2 separate regions of the Lactuca sativa genome follow, and region 1 is linked to region 2. The links are chromatin contacts, called in public Hi-C maps. All regions are on one chromosome and are shown on one strand. The core of a region is the stretch at or near the end of the contact, and the rest is flanking DNA. Distances in the headings are between cores, read along the strand shown.

Region 1 (7,696 bases), core at 851-3,350, 160 kb after region 2:
CAACTATTGATCAGATCCAGAGGTGAGTTTTCCTCACTATACTTACGGGTCGAAGGCACCGATGCCCGCCCATTGGATTGTTATCCTAGTTTATCGCATGTCAGTATGGTGTAGTGATCTGTTAGATCGATATCCTGGTAGATAGGATGATGCTATGCTTAGTAAACTATAATATATGTCTGCTTGTTATTGGCTGGTTAACTGTATGATTATCTGTTATATATATATATATATATATATATATATATATATATATATATATATATATATATATATATATGTGTGTGTGTGTGTGTGTGTGTGTGTGTGTGTGTGTCAAAACGGTGTATGTGTGGTTGGGTTGAGGCGATCCTCATCAACTATTGATGGCCCTATATGCATGTTGTTTGTTGTTTATATTATCTGTTGTGTGTTGGTATTTTGGGGGGACTCACTAAGCTTCATGCTTACAATTTTATTTATGGTTTCATGTTCTTCAGATGATTTGTGGCAAGGAAAAGGCGTGACCGTACACATCCTCAGTTTTAGAACATATTAGATCTTAGGAGACTCTGATTTTGAATCATGTTTTTGAGACAAAGTTTTTGTAAACACTTTTTTTTAATAAATGAGTTGTTTTGAAAAGTTTAAGTTTGTTGAAATTTTGGGGATGTTACATTGGCTTTAAGATTGTCATAGGCATTTTTCAATTGTCTTTTAGTCAAATCAACGCCATACTTTTCCTTAATGGCTATGCCTAACTTGTTACATGAATATTTGTGCAAACTCAAACCTTTTCTACCCACAATGTGTACTTCTTCAATACAAGTGTACAATAAGAATTTTATCCGCTCATTGGTCCATGTATGTTTATATCCCATTGCTAATAACAAAAATAATATATGAAATGCATACTTTAGCAAACACAACCTTATAACAACAACTTTCAACATAATAACAACTTCTATTGATTAAACTAACGAATTTCAACAAAGATTATTCACATTTCAATATGACATTTCAACAACATTTTATGACATTTCAGCAACATTTCATGACATTTCAGCAACAATTCGTGATATTTTCAACAACAATTCATGATATTTTAGGAACATTTTATGACATTCAGCGTCTATTAATGGCATTTCAGCAACAATTCATGACATTTCAACAACATTTCAGCAACATTTCAATAATGATTCAACAACATTTCAATAGAATATGACATTTAAGCATAAATTTATGACATTTCAGCAGAATAAAAAACATCATCAAAGATTTGATAACATTAGCATCAAGATTCATCAAGAACAAATATATCAACAATGATTCAACAAGAAAAATCGAAAAATTAATATGAAGCAGGAAAGTCGAAGTTGCTCCAGCAACAAAAAAACCGAAAAATTCAAGATTAACCATGACAAAATTATTGCTTCAGCAACAGTAAACGAAAAAAAACTTATCGAGATGAAAGATCGGCGTCGACGACCGGAAGGAGAAGGCGACCAAGAGGAGTCTACTCCGGAGAGGAGGGAACGCCAATGGGAAGGAAGTTTTGCTGATGAAGGGATGATTGCAGATGCGAGATTGGGGATGACTAGGGAGAAAAAAATGTGGCGCTTTTTTTTATGAGGGAGGAGTATCCCATTTTTTTTAGGTTTAGGTTTGAAGAGGGAACTTAAGTGTTGTCCCAAACAGAACACGCACAAAAGTTTTTTACTTCGAAGCCTACGAAAAAACAAATTGCTGCGGGATAAAAAATGATACGTGTGTGCAACATTGCCCAACACAAAGTGGTTTGAATATGTTTTTTATAAAAAAAACAGCACTTAAGTTAATAAATCTTTCTAAACCGTTATACCAAAAAAACTTTTTATCATTATCATAATCATATTTTTTAAAACAAGAATTTATCTAAAATTAAAAATTTTATAATAATATTTATAATATATCAAATATTTTTAAATTTATAAAAAAACATAATAAAAAAGGCTTGGAGATCAGCAAGGCATCAACTTTTGCACCTCTACTATACTAGTTCGCAACAGTTTTAGACGTTAATAAAAGCTAAACATAAACAAAAAAGAAAAAACACAAACGTTATTATCAAACAACTACATTGTACAAATGTGTAATAAATAGAAAGTTTTAGGAGTATCATATTTACCAAATTACAGTTATAGAAGTTTGTGTGCCCTATTTTAGGAAACTCAGTGTGAATCTTTATACATCAGCAACACAACACAACGCGAAGCCAGCTTTTCTATCCTCCCAAGATCTTGTGAAATCTACTGTTTTTTTCACTAAAAGCCTCCAAAGTCCCATCAATGGCAGCTCACCTCACCTCCACATCAATGTGGTGTAGACTGGTCTGGTAGCCAGCAGTGTCTCTTCTTCTCCATTTCTTATCCAACGAAAATAGCCATAAACATCATTAGATCGATCATCCATTTCCGCGCCATCGATCTCCGTGTGTTTGTGAATCATCTCTTTTGCTTCTGTTTGTGGAGATACATCGACTGTTTATCACTACTGCTATCGTGATAAATAAGGAAACCCTAGCAAAAAGTAAAAGAGAAACATCTTGTCCTAGAATTAGATCTTCAAATAATTGTAACCCAAATCGGGAAAACCATCAGTTTCAATAAAAACCCTTCAATGGATCCTTACGCAGAAGTTGAAAGCTCCGATTACAGCATAAACCCTAATATTGTAGCGTCTGCGTCGTCTAGTTCTCCGCCGGCAGCCACAACTCCCAGCCGGTATGAGAACCAGAAACGCCGAGACTGGAATACCTTCTGTCAGTACCTGAAGAATCACCGGCCACCACTCGCGCTTTCCCGATGTAGTGGTGCCAACGTGCTCGAGTTTCTCCGGTATCTTGACCAGTTTGGGAAGACTAAAGTCCACACACCGGTGTGCCCGTTTTACGGGCACCCGAACCCACCTTGCCCTTGCCCTTGTCCTCTTCGTCAGGCGTGGGGAAGCTTGGATGCGTTGATAGGCCGTCTCCGGGCAGCCTACGAAGAGAGCGGTGGGCAACCGGAGATGAACCCTTTTGGTGCTCGAGCTGTTAGACTTTACCTTCGAGAAGTTCGAGATCTACAATCGAAAGCAAGAGGAATCAGCTACGAGAAGAAAAAACGAAAAAGACCTCCACAACAAGAACATCAACAGTTTCCAAACAACTCATCATTTCAAGCTTTTACTCTTCCACCAGGTGATCACACTTGAATTTCGTTCAAGAAAACTCAGATCTTGGAACTTAAAAATTAAGTAACTATTCGTTTCTTTTAGAAGCTTGAATTTGATGTTTTGTGGAGGATGTAATGATCACCCAAGTAGTACTCTTGCTAGTTGTTACGCTTAGTTTCAGGTTTTATTTCTTTATTTAGCTGCAATCAACTATGAAGAACCCTGTTGTTAATTGGTGATTTTGTTTGATTTTCGCTTTTTTGTTCATCTCAATGAAAACATCTCAGCTGCAGCACAATATCGACTTCTAGTTTGATCAGGAGCTTGCAGTTGTGATCTTGGTAGATGTACTTTTGCAACAGTAGTATTTATAGATCTCAAACTGGAAGTACTTGTGATCTATTCTTGGTTTCAACCAAGATCATATGTGGACTATCTATAGCTTTTATGTTTTGTCAAGCTTCTTAATTCCTAGCCTTCTTATTTTATATAATCGCTGCCGTTCTACAAAAAGTATATGGACTATCCAACGGCAAGAAATATCACTCTCTCCTCCCATGAATGATTCGGAATCGTGTAAGTGTTGGATGGAATCGTGTTCATTCAGTCTTCTGCAGTCTTGATTGCTAATGTCAACATGTGCAGCATTTGCACGGGCTCTTGTTTATTATGTACACGCTTACATAAATCGTGAAGAAAAAGTGCATAAATATTTTACATGTGTTGGTAGTTATATATGTATATTTTTGGTACATATTAAAAATTAAACATTGTCCATCACATGTTTTTAGGGAAAAGAGCTTTTTTTTATATATAACTAGATTAATGATGCACGTGATAACGTTTACTTTGATCACATCTAGTTATTATTTAAATTAAATTAGCTTTGATAACTTAAAAACTGATTGATTCATGGTTTACGTTTATGGGTATATTAATATGCACTTCAAGTCATGTAGAATTTACAAAGCACACATATTTCTTAGTTTGAGAATTTTTTTTGCTGTACATGGTGGATGATAATTATTAATACGATAAAACTGCCTAATTTCCGAAGGCTCTTTTCGTCGGTTTTCCGTCAGAAACACAATTGACGGAATTCAGATAGAAAAAAAAAAAATCATTGGAGAATTATCTTGATGGAAATTGTGACATTGTACCAATAAAAAGTTCTTTAATAAATTATAAATACCGACATATATCCGAGAGTCTTGTTTATCTGACTTTTCCGACGAAGCTTATTTTTGTCAAGTCCGATGGAATATCGACGAAATATATTACTAATGGGTATCATTTTTTATAGTTTTTAGTGACAGAGTTACGTATACAAATACAATAAAAGAATTCACAAAATCAAGTTTTTTTTTTTTCCTACCTAGAAAGCAGAAAAATCCAATTACAATAAACAACTCCTGTTTTGCAAGTTCAACTACTATACTATTAAGCATAAATTTAAAAATTGTCTAATAAAATATAATTATTAACACAGTGTCTAAACCATAAATTTAATAAACATTAATGCTAATCAGTTATGAAAAACAACAAAGATAGTAAGCTAGAACAAGTTTGGTGCTTCAAGTTGGATTTGAGTTAGTTGCATCTTTTATTGTGTTCTTGTTCTATTTTCTTTCCTTTTACAACTCTTTAATTAATTTGAATTTACATCTTTGATATCTAAAAAAAATGTTAAAACAAACATATATACTCATTAAACAAACAATAATCAGTAAGCATTATATATATATATATATATATATATATATATATATATATATATATATATATATATATATATATATATATATATATATATATATCAACATTTTTTATTAATTATATCATCATAGATTATTTTTAATCTGTAATAGCAATATGTTATAATTTGTTTTTTTACTAATATCAGAAATATACTGCTATTTTTGTTTCCAATTCATAAAAGCAATTATAACAATGTAATTTTTTCCCATAAGAGAATACACTTTATTTTGTTTACATAATAGCAACATACTTTTTTTATTGATAATTGCAACATACCGAAATTCTTTTACCCATATAAACAATAGACTCATAATTTCTCATCCATATTAACAAAAAATATATATATTTTTATCAATAATAACAATTTAATTTAATTATTTTATCCACAATAGAAAAACACTCTATTTTTCTACACATAATAGCAATAAACTTTAGTTTTTATCCATAATATGAATGTATTTTAATCTTTACCAATATAGGCAACATAGTTCATTCTTTACCTATAAAAACAACATACATTATTTTTTTCCTTTATAAAACACTATGTATTTGTCAAATAAGTATACATGTTGTCGTCATTGGGTGTGTACTTAATGAAGGACAAGGCAAACTTGTAAGATATTGTTCCTATCATCATGAGCTAGGGATACACATGTATCTCGAAAATACATCCTTTCATTATGATGAATTTTGATATATAAAATAGAGAGTTTTTCTTAAAAACGGCAACAAAATCATTAATAAAATAACTAGTTTATTTTAGACTTTTAAAATAAAACTATCAATGATCCAAATATATAGGTTAGACTGATATTGAAAGAACCATAAGTTGGTTTAGATCGAATGACAACAATTGGAGTCTTTGAACCCACATGGAATTGGGGTGTTGATGTAGATAGAAAGATCAAAGAGCTTGAAATTCTCTATAAGTAATCCACCACCAAGAGTAAGACACAAGGAATGCTAGTTTCCTTCTTGTCTTAATGATTTCTTAAGCCTTTTAAGTGTTTAGCTCAAAAATCACTAAAGGAGAAACACTTATGAACACCAAATGTTTGCAACTAGCATCAAAAGGGAAAGAGAGGGAGAGTAGAAGGTGCTCTCGATTTTGTCTTCTTTTAGAAAGGAAAGAGTGACAAAAATAAAATCTTAACACTTCTATTTATACTTACATGCAAGACCAAGAGCCAATACTTTCATTTAATGCAAATTAGTGGTCTCTTACAAGTAAGGTATGTGTAAGAGGGAGATTGGCAGGCAACCTCCCATCCCCTCTCAATTCCATAACTCAATTAGCAAAAAGTGTTGGATTAGGTGTCTAAGAAATAACTGAACTAGTATAATCTTGAATTATTAACAAAGTCTTTTTGGGTTGCCCTCAAACCTAGTAATTGAATAGGATTACTTTTAGAGAGAGATACTAATTTATTGATTTATTATATGATTAATAAATAGCAATAAATGAATTTATTAATATGTTATATAAATAATATATGACAAAACTGCATGAATGGTCCTTGTGGTTAGCTGAAAATTGTCACTTTGGTCCAAAAAAGTTTGGACAAACACCAGAGGTCCAAACTTTTCATTTTGTTGCGAGTTTGGTCCGATTTTATTTGAACTTTTGCATAAAGACGATTTTGCCCCTGATTATTTAATATTATAATTTTCTTTTATTACAACAATTAAAAAGAATTAAAAATAAAAGAAAAAAATACTCTCTCTCTTTCTCCCTCCCTCCCTCTCTCTCTCTCTTTATCTCTCTGGACATCACGAACAAGAGGAGTATAGTTTCTAGCCTAAAATCCATTATCAGACATCGATTTTACCCCTCAATATTTCAATTTCTACATATGAAGAGGTTAAGGCATTAACTTAGTATCATGAGGCGTAAGATTTTCAATAAACGTTTCAATCGTTTTCTCTATGTTTCTCTTGCGTTGCCGGAGAACAATGGTCGCAGAGCCATCACCACAGTCCATTACCATCGCTACTTTGCTGCCTACCACATAACCCACCATTAATAAGACCTCAATCCGCCCTCCTTCACCGTCTCAAACACCCACCCTATCCGATCTGAAGCCACCATCCTGTTGGTAAGATGAAGAATGATGAATTGCAAGTAAGATGAAGAAGGTTCTTCAGGTAAATTGCACCTCACTTCACATGTTCCCACCGTCACCTGCTATGATGCCAACCCTCACACAAACCACTAGTAAATCGCAGCAGTCGCCTTCTTCTTTATTTGTGTCGACTCTTAAGTCTTTAACAACCTCCACCACTTGACACCAGTTGACTAAATTAGAGGTACCTTGAACGAAATCGGGGTTGAGAGAGCCAAATCGGAGACCAAATTTGTATAGATTGGTACTCTACCTGTGTATGTCTAGGGTTTTTTTTTTATTGGGGGTGACAGAAGGTTAGCGAAGGAAGATTTTGATCCCAAAACGACTTCATCATTGCTCGAAGAAAGCCCGACGATCTCGATTCTCAAATCGCCTCTCTCTACAAACTTCTAAATCTCAAAATCGGCAATGAATCGAAAGCATTTCCCTCCTATATTCAAACCAATCGATTTTCAGGAACCAATCAATTCTCACATGAAATCGATTCATGAAAAACATTGGTTAATCGATGTTGTTCTACTTATCCCTAACGTCGTCATCTCCCACAGCAGGTGGTTACCTTTGAGTGTCTTCCTCTTCTCCCATTGGCACTTGTTGATGCTTCTCTCGCTGGTAGTGGTGGCAGCAGATAGATGTTT
Region 2 (7,114 bases), core at 1,269-3,768:
TGCACCGATAGATAACCGAGTAACTGAGAAATTGGAATTGTTCTTTCTATCATATATAAGACTATAAACATATTCCCTAGTGAAATGTGTTGAGAAAGAAACCTTGTCTTTGGTCGCCAGAAAATAACTAAGAAAATATATGTTTTTCCATTAAAATCGACCATCTCTTAGGAAACAGTCATATAGTGTTGATTTTGTGTTTCCAGCAGAGAAGAACGACGATGATTCGTAGTTTGAGACAAATGAGGATAATTCACGACGGTGGTGGCGATTCTTCAAGGGAAATTGAGGGTTTTTTCGTTTGTTCAACGCCATTCAACGATGCTAACATATATGACCGATTAATAGCCATTAAAAGGTGGATTGTCCCATTCAGAAGCTAATATAAGCCAAACCAAATGTTTACTGACTTCTTTAGAGCATCTCTTAATGGAACCATTAAAAGGCTTACCAAAACAACCCTATGAGCATTTGGTAACCTATTAAATGTGCCTATGACTAAATCGAATAAGACGGGGCCAAAAATCCTTTGGACAATTTAGGTATTACATTCCCTCCGAACCATTTTTTCCTTCCTTTTGCCTATATTGCCCTCTCTTTTCTTTTATTGTGACCGGTACAACACAGTTTATGTGTAAGAGTGAAAGAGAGAAAACAAAGAAGCTTTAATGCCAACACCTCATCCTCTTTCCCTACAAATACCATTTCTCTTTCTCTCTCTCTCTCTCTCTCTATGATGGTGTTTTTTTTTGTTAAATCACATACTAGGATGTAATCATCTAAATTGTCCATGTCGTCCGATTTTTGGATGAAAACCCCTAATCCTTTTTGCTTCATGTCTTCATATTGAATCATGTAGAGCTTCAAGGTTACGTAGTCCTGATACAAATTTTGGATACCAGCTTTCTAATTTTGGATGTTACGTCTCTATAAAATATATAAGCTTCTTTAAATACTTTCCATTAACTATTATGCTAACTAGATATATTCTATTGTCCACACTCTTTCATGTTTAGGTTATGTGCTTTTTGAAACGTGTTTTTTATTGTTTAGGCTCTTGTTAATTTTGTGTGTGTGTGTGTGTTTTCTTTTTTGAAAATTTGCAATAACTTGTGCTAGTTAATTATTAATTTTGATTGTAATGGATTATAGATTTCATATAAAAATAAAAGAAAGTTTTACATAGATGTAGCGGGTAAACGAGCAACAAATTATGCTGTCAATTTCGAGGGGTTTGATTTTGGTTTTAAGGATTGAGAGGTTTGATAATTTGAAAATATGTTTTGCAAAGATTAAAGCCTCTTAATGGTTGAACACTAAATCATTCGGTTTCTGGCAAACAACCATATATGTCTAAATTTTTATGTATATATATGGATAGTTTCCATAGGTATGTTCGCATTGAGAAAGAAGATAGAATATTATCTTAACCGTGTTCAAATGTTGGGTCTAAGTTTCAATGCCGATGCGGAATCAGAATGGATTTCATATAGGTTGTGTGTTTTGTTTCCACGATGTTTATGTCTTCTCTAGTGAGATTGCCGCCTAAGCGCCAAAAATATTGTTTCGCCAGTTGTGGGGCTTTTTGGGTAAAGAGAGAGACCTTACATGATGACCGCTAATAAGGTATGGGGCGGACCATATACATTAATCTTATTATAAATATCATAAACAATAAAAAGATAAATTAAAATAAAATAAAAAAGGATATAACAATCTTTATATAATTACTATGTGACAAAAATCACAACAAAATAATATTATAAGGACTGTCCGAATAAAAAAGAAAGGTAGAGACTAAATCTGTAATATATCCTAAACCTCAACCTACATGACATGGATGATTTATGTAATTACTCTAATAATAATAATAACAATAAGAGATATTAATTAAATAAACATTTATAAACGAGCTTATTAACAAAATATATATATATATATATATATATATATATATATATATATATATATATATATATATATATATATATATATATATATATATATATATATATGTACTTCCCATTTCTTATTTTTATGTTTTTCTTATTAAAGATTTTTATGTTTTTCTTATTAGATTTTAATAAAAGCGAATTGTTTTATCAAAATTCCAGAATTATTCTTGAAATTATGAAGTTTTTCTTTTTTCCAAATCCAAAATTCATGGACTTTTTTGTCAAAATTTTTTATTTTTATTTTTGTGGATGCTTTAGAATGATCTCCTCCGGAAGATATCGGTCATTTTTCAAACGCATATTCTTATTATCCTTCGATATTAACTTAAATAATTAGCTTAATTAATATCACTGCTACTAATAATAAAATGTTTTATCTAATTTGCATATGGAGACATTGACTCATTGGGGTTGAATATTGTTGGATGTCAATTTCTTGCATCACCTCCATCTATTCAAGACAAAGTTTTCCGACTTTTTGCTTCTTTAATCATGATTTATGCATAATTAATTAACCCGAATTAGCACCAAATCAATATTCAATTAAATCGCCAACAAACCCTGCAACTATATTGAGTTATGGACCCACCGATTTAACCCCTTTCTCCTTTTCCCCTTCTTCTGTATCATTCTCATGATTCACTCTTCCAAGTGTTGGCGAAAATTCATATACCCAGATGGACGTTTCACCATAAAGATTATTCCTTTGTGGGTTTGATTCAGATCTGTTTATGTTATCGGTGTTTACCTACGACTACCAACATTAGGTTTGTTTCCGGTTCCCAAATATCTCAACTCTTTTTTGTCGTTTTGTAAGTTATTGATTTATTTCATGTTGCTTCGAACAATAATTTGATGTGTATTCGATTGAATTCGAAGAAAGTCAGTTTGTTTCGTTGGTTTATAGCTTTTTTTCTGCATATTATTTGTTGGGGTTTTGTGAATTTTGGATGTCAGCAAAGTTGCGAAGTGGGTTCATGTAATTTCAAGCATAGGTTTTGAAACATATTATCAATATGCGATTAACTTACAGAGAAACAGTCATAAACATAGATTTGTGATAGTTTTGATACGAGATTTTGGCATGTAAAAACTCCCAGGATCGTGGTTTGTATTATTGGACACCAGTTGTTCGACTATTTGTCTGATCCATCATCCATGTGCAATGCTGCAATTAGTTTTCTTGTGATACTAGACATTGAGATAGAATGATGAAAACTTCTATCGAGCTTGCATAAGTGACATTGTGGTCCATTGTTATTGGTTTATAGCTAGAGAGGTTTACTTCATGTGGGCATTGAACTTTTTGGTTGTTTTTGACATTTTAATCCTATAAGAGGCTCTTAAATGAGTCTGAAAGTGTTATCTTGATTATTTAGAAGTTCTTAATTTTGTTTTTTCTGTAACTACTTAAGCAGGACAGATGGGTGTAGAAAAGGTATTAAGATGTCTAAGTAACAGCTTTTCTCGATTCATCCATCTTGTCACATTTGGTGTACCCAAGAACTTGCCATGTCAGAAGGAGTACAAAGATGTTGCTGGTTCACTGAAGCTTTTTAAACGTATACTTGATAACATTGATGATGCACACATACATTCAGATGAAATTTTGCACAAGGAGTTTGAGGAACTTGATGTAGCTGTAAATGAGGCTCGAGAGTTCATTGAGAATTGGGGTTTTCACTCCAGCAAAATTTGTGGGGTGTGTTTCTTCTTTCTTATTATGAGGTCGATGATATAACTTTCTTTAACAAAGATAAAAAAATAGACATTAATCTGTTTTTATACTTGAAAATGTTTCCAGGCTGTTCAAAGCCGAGAACTAATTGTTAAAATCAGAAGCTATTCAATCAAGATATGTGAAACTGTATTCAGGTCATTGGAATCATCATTACCACCAACATCTACTTCTTTAGCTGATATTCAGGTATGCATTTAACCCTAAAATTAAAAATAAAACTTGGGGAAAATTTGAAATTCAACCCTAAATAACGATAGTGTGTTGCTATTTCAGCGTTGTATGGAGGAATTTGAGAGTTTAAAGTTGGAAACAGCATCTGAAAAAGTAGAAGAGGCCATGAAGTTCATAAGAGAAGGAAAGGTTCCACCATTAGAACATCTAACAGAAATCATAGAGTTGCTTCATTTGTCATCAAGCCAAGAACTGCTAAAAGAGAGCATTGCAGTGGAAAAAGAAAACTTGAAAGTTGACCAGTCAAATCAAGTCAATCACATCGTTGACCTTATCTTTCATATAAGAGAAACCATGGTAAATCTTGAAAGCTTGAAAGCCATTAATGGTGTTTCAGTCCCTTCATATTTCATCTGCCCGTTGTCCCTGCAACTCATGTTTGATCCAGTAATCGTGGCCACAGGACAAACTTATGAAAGAGATTCCATCAAAAAATGGCTTGATCATGGATTCACAAGATGTCCAGTAACCCGTCAAACACTTTCACACACCAATTTGATCCCGAATTACACAGTCAAAGCTTTGATTTCAAATTGGTGCGATGAAAACAATGTAAAAGTCAACCGAACCGTTGACCACAATCAACCGGAATTGGAAACGGTTAGCCATTTGACACAAAAAGATGAAAATGGGTTTGATCATCGATCCCCCGTAGAGTCATGTAGTCACAGCAGGACCGGATCGACATCAACCGCTGTTTCCAGTTCCGATTACCAACACATTTCCGTTTCCAATTCCGGAGAAATCGCTTCCGATTCCGGTTCTGGGTTCTCGCAATGGCCGTCAGACGGCGGAAACCGAAACTACCCAAGAACGGTCTCCCTTCCACTTGATTCTTCACCAAACGATATAACAACATCTTCACTCATCGAACAACTTGTAAACGACCTCAAATCCAATTCCAATTCGGCCCAAACGAAAGCCGCAGCGGAATTACGATTCCTTGCCAAAAACAACATGGAAAACCGAACCATGATAGGACAATCCGGAGCCATCCAACCGCTCTTGCAACTGTTACGATCCAACATAAAAATAACTCAAGAACACGCGGTGACTGCTCTTTTAAATCTTTCAATCAACGGAAACATAAAGTCAATGATAGCGGAATCAGGTGCGATCGACCCGTTAATTCACGTTTTGGAAACCGGAAACCCGTGTGCGAAAGAGAACGCGGCTGCAGCCTTATTCAGCCTCTCGTTGTTGGAAGAATACCGGGTCAAAATCGGTCAATCGGGTGCGGTCAAACCGTTGGTTGACCTTTTAAGATCGGGGACACTAAGAGGGAAGAAAGATGCAGCGACTGCTTTGTTTAATTTATCGATATTTCACGAGAATAAAGCGCGGATTATTCAAGCGGGGGCGGTGAAGTATCTTGTGGAGTTGATGGAACCGGAATCGGAAATGGTTGATAAATCCGTTGCTTTGCTTTCGAATCTGTCGAGTGTTCCGGAAGGGTGTTTGGCGATTGCAAAGGAAGGTGGGATTCCGTTGTTGGTTGAGGTGGTGGAATCAGGGACTCCGAGGGGAAAAGAGAATGCTGCTTCTATACTTTTGCAGCTTTGTCTTGGCAGTCCTAAATATTGTCGCCTTGTTCTTCAAGAAGGGGCTGTCCCGCCTTTAGTTGCATTGTCCCAGTCCGGGACATCAAGAGCCAAGGAGAAGGTAAAAATGCTCAACAAACATTCATTTGTTATTTACCATCATTTTTTCTTAAAAAAAAAGGGTAAAATAGTAATTTTTACTCATATTCATACAATTCATTCAGCTCAATCAGACAAAAAAGAAAGATTTTTTTTTTTGTATACATCATGCCATCATATGTATATTTGTTTTTTGTTTCATTGATTGATTAAGTTGCGTAGTCATTAAGCAAATAAATAATTTCTGCAGGCACAACAACTTCTGAGTCACTTTCGCAGCCAGCGTGAAAATGCTTCTGGAAGAGGGAAATCTTGAGAGACAAAAGAGGTTTTCATTCTTCTAAGTTTCTCTAAAAATCCTTGCGTCTTTTCATAAAAAATATAACGCATCTTATGTTTTCTTGCAGATGTGTTCGTTTCCACATCAAGTTATCTGAAAAGTTTGAAGATTTTTGAATATCAATGGTGGTGATGGGGACATGAAAGTGAAGGGTTAGATCAGTTTCAGGCTTGTTGTTGGTTAAAAGAGTGATTTCTTTTCATTATATTTTTTGTCTTGTGGATTCTTGTGTTGTTATCGCATAGTATGTAAAGAGAATGATCGAAGGAAAAAAAACCCATGAATCTATGATTTTAATCAAATGGTTCGGGTTCACGGAGAGCAACATTTTTTTTTGTTTATATTTATGATATTTTGCTAGGAAGAAAGATTTATATTTGTACAAAAACCATGAGGACCCGTTTTAAGGGAACGGATGGGTCATGGGAGTGGGACGCAGTAGTAGCTCAGCCATAATGCCATAATTCCATTTCCAGAGATAAAGATAAAGATTTGGATGGAGAGGTGTGGGACCCGCTACAAAAAGAATACAATTCATACTCATAGGACGAGGTACTAGTTACTGTACTAGACCCAAATCCTAGGGGGTCAGCACTCAGCAATTGCAAACAAAGTCGGTTTGGTTTCTTGCTTTTGAGAAAACCGAGTTGTTTTTTGTATTTAAAAAAAAAAAAAAAGAAATTGTTACTACTTTGGTTTTATGTTATAAAATCGGAGAATGCCCAGCCCAAACAGTATTCCCAAAAGGACATCCTTTTAATCAAAAGTATACAAGTCCTTCAATTATTTCCGTTCCGGTGGCCCGATAAAAGAAACCTTGAAAAAAAACACGGAAAGTCCATTTTAAGGTTCTTTTTTTTTTTTGGGTTAAAGAGAAATGTCGAATAGCACCGACACCGAGCCACGGAAACATGCTCACCGGCCCCACCCGATTCTTGGTGACCTCCTCCTACCTCTTAATTCTTATGAGAAAAAGGGGTCTCAACATGGGTTAGAGATAACTCAATTATGGATTATAGGCCTTTATAAAACGAGTCCTCCATAAAAGCCCACTTTTGCTTGCTAATTATTCTTACTTGTCTTCTTTAGTTCTCTCTCTCTCTTTCTCTCTCTCTCTCTCTCTATATATATATATATATATATATATATATATATATATATATATATATATATATATATATATATTAGTTTATAACCCGTGATAATC

What was found. A called contact is a pair of places that touch in the nucleus more often than the background predicts.
Region 1: a Hi-C map of leaf shows a contact between it and region 2, with 7 times the contacts expected there. The contact joins the promoter of LOC111881277 here to the promoter of LOC111881190 in region 2. A contact is called at or near these places in 2 of 4 Hi-C or Micro-C datasets (both in leaf).

The regions. Positions count from the first base shown.
Region 1 is chr9:11,881,599-11,889,294 of Lsat_Salinas_v11, forward strand. It overlaps LOC111881277 (protein LIGHT-DEPENDENT SHORT HYPOCOTYLS 3), which reads left to right and starts at 2,101. Exons shown (of 1, transcript XM_023877695.3): 1 at 2,101-3,520. The coding sequence starts at 2,638. The coding sequence ends at 3,213.
Region 2 is chr9:11,716,898-11,724,011 of Lsat_Salinas_v11, forward strand. It overlaps LOC111881190 (U-box domain-containing protein 3), which reads left to right and starts at 2,519. Exons shown (of 6, transcript XM_023877586.3): 1 at 2,519-2,722; 2 at 3,371-3,657; 3 at 3,760-3,882; 4 at 3,970-5,589; 5 at 5,818-5,895; 6 at 5,975-6,232. The coding sequence starts at 3,379. The coding sequence ends at 5,883.